Regions from separate parts of the Mus musculus genome. Here region 2 is linked to region 1. The links are chromatin contacts, called in public promoter capture Hi-C maps. All regions are on one chromosome and are shown on one strand. Each heading gives the region's core, a stretch centred on a gene start, on an enhancer-like site or on the middle of the called end of the contact. The rest is flanking DNA. Distances are from core to core; before and after follow the strand shown. Region 1 holds the start of Fbxw8 (F-box and WD-40 domain protein 8). Region 2 overlaps Med13l (mediator complex subunit 13-like).

Region 1 (2,835 bases), core at 294-2,793:
GCCCTTATGTCTTTCCATTCACAACACACATCTGGGAACATGGACTTAGGTCACCCCAATCTCACGTCCCATTGTGTCAGAGATTTCATGAAAAGAACAAGGAAAATTAAAAAAAAAAAAATCAAGAGCAGTTTAAAATACATCGGTGGAAATATCAAGTAGGGGTGGGGACTCGCTGTTGTAGGTACTACCTGGTGACATTCTGAAGTTTTGGGTTGGTGGAAGATAGGAGTCGATGAGGCTAATATAGCAAACGGTTTCTCCTGACAGTCACAAGGGGGCTAGGTTTGACAGTCACAGGGGGGCTAGGTTTGACTGACAGTCACAGGGGAGCTAGGTTTGACACAGAGGCAGGAACAGAATGATTAATAGGGGGCGCTAATGATAGCCCAAGACAAACCATTATTACACTCTAGACTTGCAACATTCCAACCTTCCCACAGTGGCTGCAGTTCTGATGAGCTAAGCAGCCTTGTGGAAGACTCAACGGGAGGTGGGGGTTCCTTCCAGAACATTCCTTCACAGATCCTTTCCTACGGTACCGACTTTGGACCTGTAGTCCTGGAAATCTCTGCTGATTTTCCATAGCTGTTTCCCCGCCCCCCTCCCCACCCCCTGTTTATCAGCTAGTAGCTTAAATGGCATTTCCTCAGAGAGGTCTTCATGACAGCTCTTTTTTTGTTTTTGTTTTTGTTTTTGTTTTTGTTTTGTTTTGTTTTGTTTTTGTTTTTCGAGACAGCGTTTCTCTGTGTAGCCCTGGCTGTCCTGGAACTCACTCCATAGACCAGGCTGGCCTCGAACTCAGAAATCCACCTGCCTCTGCCTCCCGAGTGCTGGGATTAAAGGCGTGCGCCACCACGCCTGGCTTCATGGTGGCCACTAATTGGCTCCTCCCTCTGTCCATCACTTTGTTATCTGACCCGATTTCTTATTTTTCTATATAACCTTTCCTGCGGATTCAGACATTCACATTAAAAAGATCTTTACTGGGAGGCAGAGGTGGGCGGATTTCTGAGTTCGAGGCCAGCCTGGTCTACAGAGTGAGTTCCAGGACAGCCAGGGCTACACAGAGAAACCCTGTCTCGAACCCCCCCCCCCCCCAAAAAAATCTTTACCTCTGTTTTATTGGAATGTTAGTTTTAAGAAGGCAGAGATGGTTAATTGGGTGTGGTGTGTGTAGATCTGAAGGGTAACATCAGGTTGGGCTGGCTCCGCAGAAAAGAATGCTTGCTGCGAAGCCTGGTGACTTGAGAGTTCGATCCCTGAGACCCACTTGGTGGAAGGCAAGAACTGAATCCTCCAATTTGTTCTGTGACCTACACACACACACACACACACACACACGCACGCACTAAATAAATAAATAAATGCAATAAAAACCGCTACATTAAAAAACGCGACCTTTTGCAATATGTATATAGCAGCCATTTAAAGCATGGCTTGCTTGGTACAAAGGTGCCAAAAACAAGGGATGTCGAAGCAGAGGGGCGTGGCTGCCCGGAACCTACAAGACGCGCTCCCGGAAGTCTCCAGGCCGACTACGGACACTTCCGGCGGATGGACAGTCCGTCCCCATTCTGGCAGCCCCTGGGTGCCGCGTCGGCCTGGGCGCGTCAAGCATGGACGACCACAACCTGGAGGAGTTCCGCCGGCACTGGCAGGAGGAGTTGGCGCAGTCACAGGCGCTGAGGCGACGGCGGCGGCTCGAGGCTGGGGAGCGGCGGTCGCCGCGAAGGCCCGAGGCGGGAGCGCGAGGCGAGCCGGCCTCGGGCTACCTGGGGCTGGCGCAGGGGCTGCTGGAGGGCGCGGGCCGACCCCCGGCGCCCAGGCCTGGCCGGGGAGGCGACAGGAAGGATACGTCCAGCCGATCGCGCTCACCCCCAGACCGCGACGCCACGGAGCCCGAGCCGCTGGTGGATCAGCTCATCCGCGACTTGGTGAGTGGCCGGGGACAAGATGTCTCTCCCTGTGGGCCCACCATCTATGGTGGGGAAAGTCGCGGACGCGGGCACAGCGGGAACCCTGAACACCCAGATGTCCCTGGAACGAGTGGTTCTCCTTCAGCAGCTTTGCCTGTAAACATCTTGAGGTGTTGACAGTAGGTGTGTGCGCATTCTTGGGTTTGTAAGAAGGTTGAGGAATGTTCGCAAACATCCAGGACACCCTTCCCCCCCCCCCCCCCCCGGCTAAAAAGAATCCGCCCATAAAGGACTACGTGTGAGTTGGAGAAATACTATTCTAGAAACGTCCCAAACCATGGAAGAAAGGTTGACTTCGGAGAGGAAGGTCAAGAAAAAGCAGAGGACGGAATTAATGTTCTTTTTTTTTTCTCTGTATTTTTTTATTTTCCTAACGTAACGTGTTATCTAAATTAAAAAAATAAACCATAAATCAGAAGAAACGAAAGGACTACGGCGAAGAAGAAACCTTTGGTCAGTATTTTTAGGAGGCTCTTAGCCTTTGGAGGGCATGTGTCCCTCGGAGAATCAGGAACCTCTTTCTCCGGCCTCATTGACCAAGTCGGGAGAATCAAATCAAGACCCCTCCTGACAAGATCCATGGCTCCCAGGTTAAGAGTTAGGTCAGAAGAGAAGGCTTTAATGGTTTCACTCAAACCAGGTTCAAAGAAAATTTCTACAGCCCAGTGGGGGGGATACTTGTCTGTAAGTGAAAGTTGTTTAGAGAAATGATGGGAAAGGGCTGGAGAGATGGCTCAGTAGCTAAGAGCGCAACAGGCTTTTCAGGAGTTGGGTTTCTAGTACCCGTGCCAGGTGGCTTACGACCTCTTGTAACTGTAGTTTAGGATATTTAATGGGTCTGGCTTCCATGGGCACT
Region 2 (2,838 bases), core at 282-2,781, 510 kb before region 1:
CCTTAGGAACCTCTAACAGCATGGGTCCTCTGTCAGTTGCAGGATAACCAGAATTTTAATGAAGGTTTCTGCTCAGCGATGTGGCAGCTGAGACATGACCCACGTTAGCATTTCAATGGATCACAGGACTTGTGTAAAGCCAGTAAATTTTCAACTAAAGGAGGTCAGAGAATTAGACTTCTGGATACACTGAGCAAGACCTTCAGAAGACAGCTGTGCAAAAAGCAGCCCACATCCCTGTGATCACTCACACTGCAAGAGAAATCGTCAAGTGTCGAATCACACTGTCTTCCAAACGCAGCGCGTCCCCACTCACCTATCTTTTCAAGCATGATAGAATGAGCATTACCATTGTATCTTTTGCTGTTAATGCAAAACTGCTCTGGAAGGGCAGCCCCCACCTGGCAGAGACCTCTGGCTCCCGGGAGGGCAGTCTGCACCTCATGGTTGACTCCAGACTTCCCTTATGAGCACACACCACTTAAACATCCTAAGTTAGGCTGATGTTTATTAAACAACTACATGTTCAGGAATTACCAGGGATCAGCATGAGATATACATTAAAGGGGGGGTGGGATGTTTTTGCACAGATTATCACAGTATAGCCCAGGCTAGCCTCAAACTCATGATAATCCTTCAGCTTCCAGATTTCAGAATTACAGGTATGTACAGTATTCAATGTTAATGAAAAGCATGCATGTAGTTGGTACACAGGATGCACACATATATGATATACACACATACAGCACACACGTATATGATACACACATCTGACTCAGTTCGGGCAGTTTTACTTCAATCTATCAATGCTTAAGATAAACTTTCCTCTATGATGGCTGTGTTAGTCAAGAAGACTTAACCCCTGGGTTTCAATGTTGCTCTCAATTAAACAATAAAAATCAAAACCATTTCTTTCCTTCTCTTCAGAGGAGACCTGCTTTGAAACATAAACACACTCAGGCTCGGTGCTGACAGGATAGGTCCTGACTTGTCTTTTACACTGAAGCTAAAACAGTGGCTGTCAGAGCTATCACTATGAGTGACCCCTACTCTGTAACTGTCTGAACCGCAGCTGTCTTCTTGGCAACCCCCCCCCCCCCCCAGCTCAGCCAGCATTGCTGTTCTTGCTGCAATAATATTGTGGAGCAGTTTACAGGAGGCTTAGCCCTGGTGGAGTGCACTGTCTGGCATGACCACCAGAACACTGAAACACGATTCATTAGCCACGCCTGAGGAGATAACAATGCTGCGGCTGCTTGCTGCCTTTCAGTTCGCACATCAGCCTGAGAATAATGCTCTCTCGTTACTCAACAAGCACATTTACAGACAGGAAAAACTGTAATCACCTTTGATTAAGAGACAGATTTCGCCTATATGAGCCGCCAGCCATGGTGACATAGTAATTAGTTTGTAAATGACAGGTTAAAACAGCAAATGTAGCAAAAATAACATGGAAGAGGGAAGGGAGGAGAGAACGGAGAGGGAAGAAGGAAAGAGAAAGAGCAGACAGAAGGCTCAGAGACCGCGCCTGCTCTGCGTGCCCTGCCTCCCTGAAGGGTGGCACAGTGGCGGTCCACGGTACAGTGAGAGCCGCCTGAGGCAGACACACACACACGCCACACACACACGCCACACACACACGCCACACACACACGCGGGCGCGCACTCCTCTCATCTCAGGCAAACAGTGGACAGACACTCTTTGGTCGTGCTTTAGCTAAGGACTACTCACTGGCCTTGCTTTTCTGCTCCTCTCACCAAAACTCTGTGGCTGACGGTTACAGCAGCATCCCTCCGTCCCCTCCATCTTCCTTTACCACACTTCTACTGCACCTCTCTCACCTGGCAAACAGTTTGTCTTCATTTACATAAACATTGTTCCAAGCTTTTTTTCCTAATGTGGATTTTAAAAATACTCCTTTGAAGAAACCCCAGACTGCAGAACAATTATATCCACTCATCACTTGGCCCAGCGTGCAATCAGAAGCACTGGTCCCCGCTGTGAGGACAGAGGCCTTGAGAGCAAGCACAGCCATCCTGCTACTTCCAGAAGTGGACAGTCCTTCCACACCCAGGGGCTGCACCCTTTGTGGGAGCAAGCAGTGTGCTGCCTGCCAGCCAGAGTTTGTGCAGACGTTGGTACATAACAGGAAACCAGGTGCTAGATGTGGAGTGAGTGCAGGCAAATTAGCAGAAGGGACAGTTTGAAGCTAATATTGTATATAATTAGCGTTTTAAAAAACAATTACTTTTTAGGCTTTCCATAGCATTACTGTACTTTACATTACAAATGTGCTACAAAGCGAAAAGGAATTCACACACATGAACAGTGAAAATACGATGCCACTATATGTATGCGTACACATGTACACACACACACACACACACACACACACAATTTTTGGTTTAAATGTACTCTAACAACCTAAATACTGCTATTGGGCTTCCAATCTTTCAAACTTGCAATTGGCTACAATCAATTCTGCTAAATCTCTTAGCAAAATCAAATTACTCTTTACCTTCAAGGAGAGGAATGTGTAACTTCTCCATGGAGTTAGTTTATTTTCTATTATCTGAACAAAATACTTTAGGTTCAATACAACGCACATCTATTGGTCCACCTTACAATGCTGCATTTGTCAGGACTCCGTAGAGAGAAACTCACCAAAAAACTTCTGGTAGTGTGCTGCAGTTTCTTGCCACTTCTGCAGACTCCAGCCAATTGGCAGAGTGATGTCAGCTGAGACAAACGCACATGCTGAGGCAAGACCCAAGGCAGGGATAAATAGGACTCGACTCAATAGACAGTGATGAAAAAGCAGCTTAGCGCACTTATAC

Evidence for each region. Promoter capture Hi-C pulls out the DNA fragments that hold promoters and counts their contacts.
Region 2: a contact with region 1 is called in a promoter capture Hi-C map of neural stem cells. The contact joins the enhancer-like site here to the promoter of Fbxw8 in region 1. A contact is called at or near these places in 4 of 39 promoter capture datasets (cranial neural crest, hippocampal neurons, liver and 1 more) and 2 of 9 other capture datasets (adipose tissue and liver).

The regions. Positions count from the first base shown.
Region 1 is chr5:118,154,166-118,157,000 of GRCm38.p6, reverse strand. It overlaps Fbxw8 (F-box and WD-40 domain protein 8), which reads left to right and starts at 1,543. Exons shown (of 11, transcript NM_172721.2): 1 at 1,543-1,937. The coding sequence starts at 1,620.
Region 2 is chr5:118,665,399-118,668,236 of GRCm38.p6, reverse strand. The region is part of intron 2 of Med13l (mediator complex subunit 13-like); the gene reads right to left. Among named protein-coding and RNA genes, the nearest start is that of Med13l, 110 kb to the right of the region's middle. Within about 2 kb of position 1,531, at least 53 of the 459 cell types and tissues checked have an H3K27ac peak or open chromatin away from gene starts, as enhancers often do. A contact at or near this core is called in neural stem cells, where this site is marked.